Linked DNA regions of Anas platyrhynchos: region 2 is linked to region 1. A link is a contact called in public Hi-C data. All regions are on one chromosome and are shown on one strand. Each heading gives the region's core, a stretch centred on a gene start, on an enhancer-like site or on the middle of the called end of the contact. The rest is flanking DNA. Distances are from core to core; before and after follow the strand shown.

Evidence for each region. A called contact is a pair of places that touch in the nucleus more often than the background predicts.
Region 2: a contact with region 1 is called in a Hi-C map of liver, with 4 times the contacts expected there. The contact joins the promoter of CSNK1G1 here to the enhancer-like site in region 1. A contact is called at or near these places in 4 of 8 Hi-C or Micro-C datasets (liver, skeletal muscle, small yellow follicle and 1 more).

Annotation. Positions count from the first base shown.
Region 1 is chr11:13,949,479-13,955,326 of IASCAAS_PekinDuck_T2T, forward strand. It overlaps CSNK1G1 (casein kinase 1 gamma 1), which reads right to left. Exons shown (of 15, transcript XM_027466537.3): 7 at 3,512-3,746; 8 at 1,292-1,377. Among named protein-coding and RNA genes, the nearest start is that of PPIB, 22 kb to the left of the region's middle. Within about 2 kb of position 2,368, at least 1 of the 8 cell types and tissues checked has an H3K27ac peak or open chromatin away from gene starts, as enhancers often do.
Region 2 is chr11:14,032,780-14,038,627 of IASCAAS_PekinDuck_T2T, forward strand. It overlaps CSNK1G1 (casein kinase 1 gamma 1), which reads right to left and starts at 3,185. Exons shown (of 15, transcript XM_027466537.3): 1 at 3,056-3,185.

The DNA.
Region 1 (5,848 bases), core at 1,118-3,617:
TTGATGGCAGAGACCAAAAGATTAAGCAGAAGAAACTGAGAAGAGTGAAGACACCGTATTCTAGATCAAGCTGAAGAGTGTGGGTGTGCTCTGGAGCTAAAGAAATGCAGGACTCTAAGAAGCAGTCTCAGCACTAATCTGAAGAAATTTTGCAGAGCCTTGTCTAAACCTGGAATTATTTTTGAGTAATTTTCTGGATCAATTTAAAGCAGATAATTTCAACTGAACCAGAAACAAAACACATTATTAGAGTAACAAACTCAGAGTTACCACAGGAGGCGCACCTAATATCAGAGAGATTCTGATTCCTTTCAGAAGCATTTTCATGCTTGAAGAACCCTCTTGTGCTTTTCTGAATTGTCTCTGACATTTGTGCACATGTCTGACAAAGCGAAGCTGAGGCTAACTCTGGATAGCTGGTGACAGAGCAGCTTAGCAGCTTCAATCATGCCACTGACCATAGCAGCACTCTGCAGAGAAGCCTGCGAGCCCAAAGGCTTATCTGCTTTTTCAAACCCTATTAACAGGCCTAACAGGAGTCACTGTCTTCACTAATAAACCCTCTCCTAACCTGATCACATTCAGTCCCTTCCCTCACTCCAATTCCAAAGGTGAATGCAGCAGCTTCATCACCAGGAAGGTGACAGAATGATGCAACTACCAACACCCCACAGCCAGCAGATGACTTACGACTGCTTCATTCAGCTGCAGTTGCCGTAACTCAATTGCTTGCAACCTTCCACATGTACGTGATATTTCATAAACTTATAATCCAGAACTAAGCACCGAGTGTCCAGTGTCTCTGGAGGGAAGCCAAGCTCCATACTTTCACCAGAAAAAACGTCTTTTCAGGCTGAACTCCATCTGCACGTCTAAAACCATCAAATGGCTCCCATTATAAACACGATCGCAGATGCAGCTGGGGCATTGTGTGCCGTAAGGGGAACTTCATAAACAACCATTGTGTTCCCGGGGCAGGTTCACATTACAGCTAAGCTGCTCCGACAGCTCGGCAGCCCTCTCATTACTGTCCCTGGCCCAGTCGCTCATTTGCCTCTGCTGCATCTTCTCTCCAGAGCTGTACTGACCCAGTGAAGCTACAGAAACCCGATGTGATAGGAAAAACGCTTCTGTCCCGGTACTTTCTTTAGGTAAAGCTAATGCCTTGTCGGCAGACAGACAGAGAGAACAGTTCTTCTGCTTGCATTCTGCAAACTTTCTCCTGCCAGACTCACATTTGGGCAGAAACCAAGTAAAGTTTTGAAGGGCAAAACCTAAAACTCAAACCTACCTTCAGTCCTTGCCAGGGCAGACTGCCTCGGAGGAAATACATAAACATATGGCCGAGGGCTTCCAAGTCGTCTCGACGACTTTGCTCTAAAAACAGAAGAGATGACAAATTATTGCTGCAGCTGCAGAAAGGGATCTGACCAGTAGCCAGACGTATTTCAGCAATATCCCAGGGAAATTCGCTTGCTGTCTGCAGCTCGGAGTAAAAGTACCTGAAACCTTGTTACAACAGACACAAAACACACGAACGTATCAGCTAAACAAGGGGAGGCAACTCAACTGCGAGCCAGACTGCCCAAGGTGAGGCACAAAGGATGGGAGGTGGAGGTATTAATCGCAGAGGAATAAAGCAGTTCCCCAGTTGTTCTGAGGACTGCCAGTGCCCACGGTACAGCCGCGATGTTGTGCTGGGTTGTGTTATTTCCTCTGAACTACGCAGAACAGGCAGGGGACACTTGCAGCCAGCTGCAGGGAACTACCGTGCTGCATAGTGCCAGCCCTCTCCCGAATGCTTCTGTAGCTCATCGCATCAGAGCGGATTAAAAATAGCTCCTTTTGGTACTGCTTTGCTTGTGAGACACTTGCTGCTGTTGCCATGCAGATGTTATGATTATAGATGAGGGGAAAAAAGAGGGGCCTCACGCCAAAGGAAAAACATCCTTAAACGCCCCAAGCAGGCTGCCCTGGTGGCAGCGTGACCCTTCGGCTTGCTGGGTGAGCAAACAGTCCTGGAGCTCCTCAACAGCACGGGGACCCCAAAATCTGTCATCTGCTGTCTCTGGCTTCCCAGCACGCTGCAGGAAAGCGTTTACAGGGAAGGTCAGGGCGCTGCAGTTCGGGCCCTTCTCCCAGGGAGCACCAGACTGAGGTTCACAGAGCTCGCAGAGTGCTTTGGTGCAACCTCCTCCCCTGCCAGCCTCCACCTGCAGGCAGATAACGCGTTCAGAACCCGCAGTACGGAGCAAATCGAGTCATGCAGCCCACACACCAAAACAAGCTGCGCGTGAGCTGTCCCCGATGCTGCATAATCTGCAAGGGGAGAAAAAGGCAGCGCCTTGCACAGCACGACTCCCCTTCACACAGCAGCAAATGGAACTCGCAAAACGGTCCGGAGGTGAGAAGGGTCAGCAGAAGGGAATCAGGATAATGGCTCCTGCATGTCACCCTGATACAGCTGTAAAAAGGAGGGGGAAAAAAAGGGAGAGCTCGGTAATTTAGTGCAGTGATGCAGACAAACTTCTCAGGGAGATGGCTGAAAGCACTCGTCTTTCTGAAAAACTGTAATCAATCTGCTGCACTTTGCTCAGTCCTGAAACACGAAGGGGACAACTCCAGCACTCCTTCCCAATCCTCCCACCCGATGAAAGCAGGGGATGAGAAAACACATCGGCGTGCTGACGGCAAGGTCACTCGCCGGTAGGTGGTGGCAGTGCCGTGCCCTGCAGAAAATCCCACCCGCAGCCTCCGAGCCTGGCGAGCGGCCTGTTCCCACTGCAGCCTCTCACTTCCTCCATCCCTTCCTGAATCTCCGCTGGGTTTTCCGAAAATAGAAATTGGGCCCATCCCTTCTTACTGCCCAAAGAGAGAGCTCTCCGAGAGATCCAAAAGCCAGCAACGCCCTGATCTCCTAGCTGGGAGGCTGCTCAAGGAATATTCCACTATCTTACTACCCTCATGAATTTAAGTGAATATAAACATTTAATTTTCATTTTTTTTTCCTTTCAGCCACAGAAATGTAATTTTCTAGTATGAAAGAGTGATGCAAGACAGTGAGGAGAAGAGATAGAAGACAGGTTTAAAATTAGTTAAGTCATTAAGGAAAACATTATGCATTTTCTCCAACCGATTATTAGGTCAGGGAACACTGAACTGTAACACCTGAAACTGAAAGGTACCCGTGCAGGGCTGTGCTATAAAAATCTATTTGGTCATCATTTAGTGCAGCAATTACAACCTGCCTACTTGCCTTTTATCAGAGCAGGGTTGCTACCAGCTGTTTAGTTCCTAATAACAACTATAATTACAAGGCTTCCAAGTTCCAACATTTTAGCTGTCTCAATGCCTCAAAAAAACCCCAAACTGTAAAACCTCACAGCTGTAAACAGCATCACCATGCTGCATGGTTTGCAAAGACCTGAAAGGGCAGGACAGAGCCGTAAACCAAGCAACAATCAGAGCTCTACAGTACTCGGCATGGCAAACTCACGCTGACCGCACAGACCTTTGCCAAGATGAGTGTTGATGGACATGTATCTTGCTGTTCCAGTTAAGCTCTTGTGTTCCCTGTAAGGTATGTGTTTTTTGGTTTCTGGATCTATGTACTCCTTCGCCAGTCCAAAGTCTATGATGTGAATGACGTGGTCTTTCTTATTGCCTTGCCGGCCAATAAGGAAGTTTTCTGGCTTGACATCTCGGTAGATGAGGTTCTTCGAATGCACGTATTCCATTCGAGATATCTGCAAAAGGATGAGGCAAAAGTTATTCCCAAGCAGACCGGCTGTTATGTTCTCCCAGCTAACGGCACAGCAAGGTTTTGCTAGCCCATCACAAAGTCTCCTGAAAGTGCTTGGTGCTATCTGAGAACTCCGATATCCCACAAGAAACACAACAGATGGAGTACAGCAAGGCAGAAGTTACTGTTTGAGCTGGGTCATGTTAATTGGTGCAGAGCTGGAAAAAGAATTTGTCATCCCCTCCTTTCTCCAGCTACCACACTGTGCTCCCTGACTTGAACTGAAAAGAAATTGGACAGGCTCGTTCTGAAATGTTACCACCAGAACACCGTTCTTGGAAGGATTCCACAGAGAACTGCAGCAGCAGCCTCTTGGTATTGATTTTAAATATACTAAACCAGTTACCAAGAGCTCTTCCCTTGCCCACAGCCTTCCTTTGTTGCTCTGTGTCTTACCACCTTCCTCCCTCGACCCATATGTTGGCTTACACACGCCAGATCCTCCACAGAGGGGGATTCTGGGCAGGTGGGAGCCTTGATGCTGACCAAAAATAATAATTCATCTCACCAGTTGTCAACCAGAAATAGCTGGAATATTTTCCAGCTTTTGACTAACTTTGTTCTGCCCCTGAAGACGAAGTAAACAGGCAGGTACCCCCAGCTCCAAGGGCTGAAGGGGCCATTCCCCCTCTCAGCACTCTCCTTATTCAGATGCTCACCATTAATAGCACTTCTGAAAAGAAATATGTTGCAGGTGATTTTAGAGTAGGTCTGCAAGCAGTTATCTTCTGTGTTCCCGACTTATCAGATGATTCCAAGTCAAGATAATTAACAACTTACTTCCATTTATTCCGTGTTTATTTCCTCTTTAGGTTTTAATTGAAAAGATCTAAATCCCCTTTTAAGGCTACCTTGGTCCACGGCTGCCCCCCACATCACAGGGTACGTATTTTCCAGCAAGACACTTTGGAAAGGCCGTTTAGATCTAACCATCTGCATTCAGGCTCATGATGCTACAGAAAACATGGCAAAGCTCTCACAAACTCCAGATTTTGTATCAACGAGCACCAGTGCACAGAGGTCACTGCTATGCCACTGCAGCAGCCTCACGGCGTGATAGCAGCAGACTCGGGGGCCTGCTCTGACTGCGAGCTGTTTCTTGCTGAATCTGGACACATCCTCAGCTCTCAAACCCATCTCTCTCTTTTTCTTTCCTGACCTTGGATGCCTGCCTGGCTGAAGGCTCCACGTGCCCGGATCTGACAGCCCAGGTGCCATTTCAGGTACCTCCGAATGTTTGCCAAGACAAAACAAATGAAGCTCTTTAATTCTGCAGGCAGTGAAATCAGAGCCTCGTCCCTGCAGGGCATGTGAGATTACTCCGTCCTGCTCCCAGAGGTTTATCAGACACCTTGTTTTTAAGGAAAACTTGCTGCATTTTCACCATTTGCAAAGGAGTAACAGGCAGAAGGGGGCAGCTCTCCTAATAAAAACAAAGTTCTGCACAGGGAGGGCAGGCAACAGGAAAAAACTGACTGCAGGTGCCTCAGTCTTAAGAAAAAAACCAGGACTATTAAAAGGCTCTTCAAAGAAGGTAACAGCACGTGTTACAGTTCCCCTCCTCTCTCAATTTAAGCAGTGATTTATTTCAATGTACTGAGAAAATGGGTTCCACGGCTAAGAGCCATTATTTCTAATCAATTACAGGATGATGCAGAACAGAGCAGATGCTCTGCACTTCAGCCCTTCTTCACGCTTTGAATCACCTACATGACACACCAGCAGGTTAGAAGACAAAAAGGTATATAGGGAGGCAATTCAAATTAAGATGCAACCCTTAAAATGGGGACAAAGGGTTTCCCAGCCTCTCCATACATAACAAGCTTTCAAGCGTGGCCTGACTACCTCATTTGATTTGCCTCTGCTACCGGAGAAGTCCAGTTGTTGAAACAGACGACAGCAATTACACAGCTGTGAAAAAAAGCCTTTTTTTTTTTTTTTATTTAATTGACAGCGAGTTGCTCTGGCCAGGACAACAATCTGGATGGCTGAGATGTCCGCTGAAACAATGTACTCCAGCAGCACTTCGAGATATTTATGTACCTG
Region 2 (5,848 bases), core at 1,935-4,434, 84 kb after region 1:
CGCCCAGGACCGGGACAGCAGGGCTACCACAGCGTGCCCACAAAAAACAGCAGCACCGCGGCTTTTGCTCACTGAGGGACAGGCAGAGCGCCTGTAATTATGAAGGCAATAACAGGGAATGAAATACAAATCCACGGCACACAGCATTTTCAAAAGAGGCACCTGCTGACGGGATGACCAGCCTCGCGCCCAGTGCCATCCATCCCCTCGGCAGGAAGGCTGCGGAGCAGCTGGGAGCCACGAGGAGAGATGTGGAAAGGAGAGTCTGAGCAGAGCAGCACAGCTCAGACAGGACAAGAGACCGCCAGGACGAAAAGCAGTTTCCTAAAATCCCAGATGTTGTGGGGAAAGCGAGGAAAGAATTTGTTCTGAATTTGCTTCTTGTCATTTTTTTTTATTATTAATTTTTTATTTATCAAACTTATTGACAACCTTGTTCTTGTTTTCCTGTCCCTTCCTTGTGGGTGGGCTACACAACAAGTGGGCTAAAGGCTCAGCATCCAGCTCTGTGCCTCCCTGCGAAAACCATGATGACTCAAAGAGAGCGGGCAGATCTGTGGAAGAGAAATGTGGAAGGGCACTGAGTTCAAATGTTATGACCTCAAAGTTCACAAACTGCTGGAATGAGGAAAAATTAGAGCATTATTTCCCCAGATTAGATCTGCCATACTTGTGCGCTCCCATTCCTGGGCACCTGCTGCTGGTTCCCAGTTGGCTGGACACTGGGCCAGGTGGATCACTGGTCTGCCCTGGAAGCCGTTTTCGGGCACTATACAGGACTCCATCTGTTAAGCTGAGGACGTGTAGCAACCAGTTGTTTCAAAAGAGCTGGAAATTAGTTTAAAAGATATCCACCACAAAAAAAAAAGGGTAAGTTAGTCTAAGGTAGGCAGCAACTGGCCGTGGATGAGGCTGCCCTCAGCCAGCTAACAATTCCCCTCGCAGTGCTGTTCTCTGACCCTGGCTGCTGGATCAGGCTTACCTGAATACTTTGCAACAGTGACTTTGGCACAAAAAGGCGAATAATGAGACAATGTTGACAATAATGAGAACTGGAACTGCATAAAACCTCCTACAGAAGAGAAATACAGATGGGACGGGATGGAACAAGGTAAGGCCAGGTGCTTCAGGCTTTGCAAAAAGCTGGACTGGTGACTGGATGCTCTTTAATCCAAGGGAAAGAGACACAGGATATACGCTTGCTGCTGTGACCTGAGAGCCACCGAGCTGAATGAGCGGTGAGAGATACGGGCACAAAGGAATTATCCGTGACACCGCGCGGCATCCCCGTGAGACCTGCCCCGCACCACACACCCTGCTCTGGCCAGTCATGGTCAGGGATTAGTTTAAGGAAAACACATGTGCAGCAGAGATCTGCCGATAATCTGGGAAAAAGCAACTGGGAGGCTGGTGCTGGTGCCTTGGAAATAAGAACCCAAGAGCAGAGCGCTCTCTTGGAAAGTGCTGGAGGAACAAAGAGGTGTTTTCAAAAAGGCGACATTGGTACAAAGACAGATGGGCACGTACCAGCTGGAAATAAGTTTGCTGTGAGAATCTGAAGCGAGTTCTCCACCATCATGGCCAGAGGAGAGCAGAAGAGCTTTCCCACAAGGAACAACACAGGAAGAAATCCAGCCTGGCCTAAACCAGGGTGGGCTTTAGGTAAGCAACTGAAAATATTCTGCTAGGGGGACTCCCAGAGCAAGCTCTCACAGGGCCGTGCCTCATCTTCACAACCCAACAGCTCTTCCAAAAAAAGAGCAACAAGGAGAAGGCACCAGCTGGGCGCTCTGCTGAGTCCAGAAAAAGCAAATTGAGGGCAAGCAGCGTTCGAAGAAACACTTGTATCTAAACAGGGCACAGCTACGTATGCAAGATGCGAGTGCACGGCACTGGTTTTATCATCTGAGGGTCGAGCGTTTCATTGGAGGCAGCAGATTTTTGCCAAAAGGTTTCTGCACCACCTGTCCTGGGGTCCCACCATGCCAGCAGGACCTCCAGTACCAAGAGGAGGTTTTTGTGGCTTTCTCACTGGTGTCCTCCAAGCTTCCCGAGCACGCCTTTCTTCTTTAAACCTCCCTGAGACACAATTACCTTTGGTGGACACCCCGGTGTTTACATTTGAGGTCCTGACAGCCGCACCTTGCTGGTGGTCACCAAAATCCCGCAGCGGCAGCAGCTCCCGGGGCCTGCCCGGGGGGATCCCCGAGCACAAGGAGAGGAGCCCGGGGCACAGCCGCCCAGCTCCACCCCGGCTCCTCCAGCAGCCGGGCAGCACGGGCCGGCTCCCGGGGCTCTTTGTGCCACCAGGGCTCGAAGGAGGGGGGGCGAACAAAGCCTCCCCTCCTCCGCCCCCCGGGCTCGGCTCCACCCGGGAACCGGCAGCGAACCCCGGGTGTGGGGGGGGGGGGCAACGGGCGAGGCCGGGCCCTGCCGGCTGCGGGCACCGCGCCCCCGAGTGCGCACAAAGGAGGCGGCGGCGGAGCGAGGACACCCCCGAACCCCCCCCCGGATCCCCCGGATCCCCCCTACCCGCCCGCATCCCTCCCCCCGCAGCCCCCCGGAGCCCAGCGGAGCCCCCCGGGCCCTACCTGGCGGCAGTGAACGCGGGGCAGGGCCGGGCCGGGCCCCCGCTGCTCCTCCTCCTCCTCCTCCTCCTGCTCCTGCCTCCGCCGCGCTGAGCGGGGCGGGCGCTGACCCGGAAACAACCGGCGGGGCCCGGCCCCGGTGGGCTCCGCCCCATGGCAGGGAAGCGGCGGGGCCGGGCCGGGCCGCAGCGCTTCCGGGCCGGGCCCCGCATGGCGACGCCGCGCGGTTGCTATGCGGAAGCTGCCGGCCCCCAGCGGGCTCCCCCCGTCCCCTCCCTGCTCCTTGCAGCCCATCCGCGCTCTCCCAGCTGTGGTTGTTTCTCAAGATCAGGGCTCCGGGAAGCAGCCCGGGCTCTCTGGAGAGCACTCCCCATGTCGGGGATGAGAACGGCTCCTTCCCGTGCCGGGTTTGGGAAAGCCGCAGCGATTTTAGGCAGCAAAATGGGGGATTTTGGTGGCAGCGTTACCTGCTGTGAAATGCCGAGCCTCAGGAAGCAACCAGCAGCTCCGCACCCTGCTGCTCACACGTCCCGCACGGATCTGCTTTCCTACGTGCCTTCAGGTCCCTTCCCAGCACGGGCACCTTTTTGGTACAGAAAAGGGCAAAATGCGCGCTGCCCCAACCGCTGGCACGGCCCCGTACCTGATAGCTGGAGGTGCTGCTGACATCTATTGTCAGCGCGGGGTATTTCTTTCTTGTTTTCTTTGTGGATGTTCGTACGTGTGTTAATGAGATTAATAAATCAGCCGGTGCTGGGACGCAGTGATTGGTTTTACATTTGCTGGCATTTCCCTGCTTGCTCCTATTTTATTAGCTAAATCTTTGAACCTCCTTACGCAGGGCACTCAGACCACTGGATTTTAGCTGGTTTTGTGTTTTCCTCCTTCCCCATTAAAAAAGTAGCAGCGTTCATCTAGATTTAAATAACACAGTATTGCTATCAAGTAATCCTTTAAACTTAAAAGAATTGAGAAGTGGCCTCAGGAACCCGAAACTCAAAAGTGAATACTACCTCACAGTAATAGTAGCAGTAATAACACTCAATTTGCAGCTGATGGTTCTTCCTGAGAAGTTCTCTAGAAAATAGTGTTTGCCCCAAAGTGCTGGAAGTCCCACAGCACGGGGGAATCTGTCGTGTGGTGCAGTGACACAAAGCACAGGCACGCAGCCAGTTTATCCTCGTCTTGAATTTGTTTTCAACACCACACAATTTCAGCTCTTCAATGACCTGTACGTCAGAGCAACCCAGAGGCTGCGCTACTCTTCCCCTGGGACAAACATTACAGTTGGTTTTTAATTCAACCTCACCTTTAATGTCCAGCAGGCCGAACAGCTTGTGAGGGGTGGGAAGGGAAGGATCCTCTTTCCTCTCAGCAGAGAGAGGACGGGACTCCTCACACCAGCACGCTGCAGTATCCCACTCTAATTAAGAGTCACATCCTCTTTTGAGCTCAGAACCTTTTGCAGTAATTTATTTTTCTTTAAAACAGATGAGTACTTGGTGTCTCCCTCCAGTGAAGTGATCTGAAGCTCTTGCCCCATCCCCAAGCCCGTCTTTTCAGCCTGCTGCTCCCTGGGACGTGCACACACTGTGTTTGTGTACCGGGATGCGGTAAAAGATGTTAGCAAGTGACAAGTCCCCTTACACCTCACCTTTTTTGTGTCCCATTCCGAATCCAGCTTTCCCCTATTCTGAAAAAGAGGTTGTCATTAACAATTTCTAATTCAATAAAGACATGACAGATGGACTTTCAGAATGCTTCTGTGTATTAGAAAATCAGAGGTTTGCGTTTTAAAAACAGAAGCAGCATGATCATGCAAGTCTCAGACAAGCAAAAAGCAATTAAAAGATAAGTGCAGGAGTCACTGAGGAAGTCAAGGAAGCAAGGTAAAAATTAAAGCAGTGACTCATTCTGAATGCTAAGCTTCAAAAACATATATTAATTTCACAATAATTTTACCACAATTTTCTTGTGCTCTGTAAAACTTATACTTTTGGTTCTGTTCAACAGCTGGACATAAGCCACAACAACTCTGAAGTTCAATAACAAATGTAAATAACATTTTTTTTTTTAATACATAAACATGCAGAGGGCACGATGTGTTATTGAAGTTGGGGTCAGATCACGCCTGCTCTTCTTCAGAGGACGTGCCATCTTCTGCAGGGTCCAGTGGCAGGGGGTGAGCTCTGTAAGAAGTGTTAGCAATGCAAGAGTTAGCAGGACTCGACCAGCAGCTGCTTGCAAGGCTCCAACAATGATAAAAAAAAAAAGTTGCAGAATTGAGTAAGTACAGCTCCTGCTTCTTCCAGAACGCCCTGGGAGGATGTACATTGTTTTAGAAGGGGACTGAGTGTTCTCTGTAGTGTTTTCAGCACCCAGTCCTAACTCAGGCAAACAAATTGCAAGTGGAAGAGGAGAAGGCTTTGGAGCACTAGAGCACAAGCATCTTTAATTTCTCCAAGAGGTAGGAAGTAATTAAAAGTCTTTCTGTTCGTTTGCTTTGCGGGGCCTTCGAGATAATTTGGGAAAGCTTCCTACAGGGCTTCCCTAACAGCTTAGGATTATCTGTATTTGCGAAACACTCATTCTTTGAGAAGAGAACAGAGATACTGCCTTAAAGAATGTTTCACACCGTTACCTCTTTAGTCAGTAGCACTGACTACAAGTTGATCTTTGAAGTGTCAGCTAGGTACAGCAATTGTTTCAGAAACACAGAACTTGCTGGCAGTCCCCAAAGCTTTTCTGAAACAGGGCTGACAGCTCTGGAGACTCGCGCTGCTGCTGCCTTCATGCAAACACAGCCTGTCTGAGCACAGAGAATTTGCCTCAACTACCAATTACCGCACCCATTTTTAGGCACCCCCCCGAGATCGTTGGATACTGAAGCTGAGTTTCACCAGAAGAGACTGTTCACAGCAAGACATTATTCCTCTGAGGATACAAAGGTCCGGCCAGCTGGGTCAGAGCTCTGCAGGAGGACCAAACCCTGGCCATGTGTGGGGTGCGGGTGGGCACCCACCTCCTCCTGCCAGGGCGGCGTGCCCCTAGCCCACCTCCCTTCACAGCCCAGAGCACTGCCGAAAGCCTCCTGTGCTTGCCGCAGCTGGTTGCTGGGCCTCTTGGCCAAGCTGAGCAGCCCCAATAGGTCCCCGGGCAGGAGGTGGCAGCCAGCTCTCCTCAGGGCTGCCCTTCCACTGAGGCACAGCCTGGGAGCTGTGGCTAAGTGCTGCCTCGCACAGCCTCCCCCATGCTGGAGC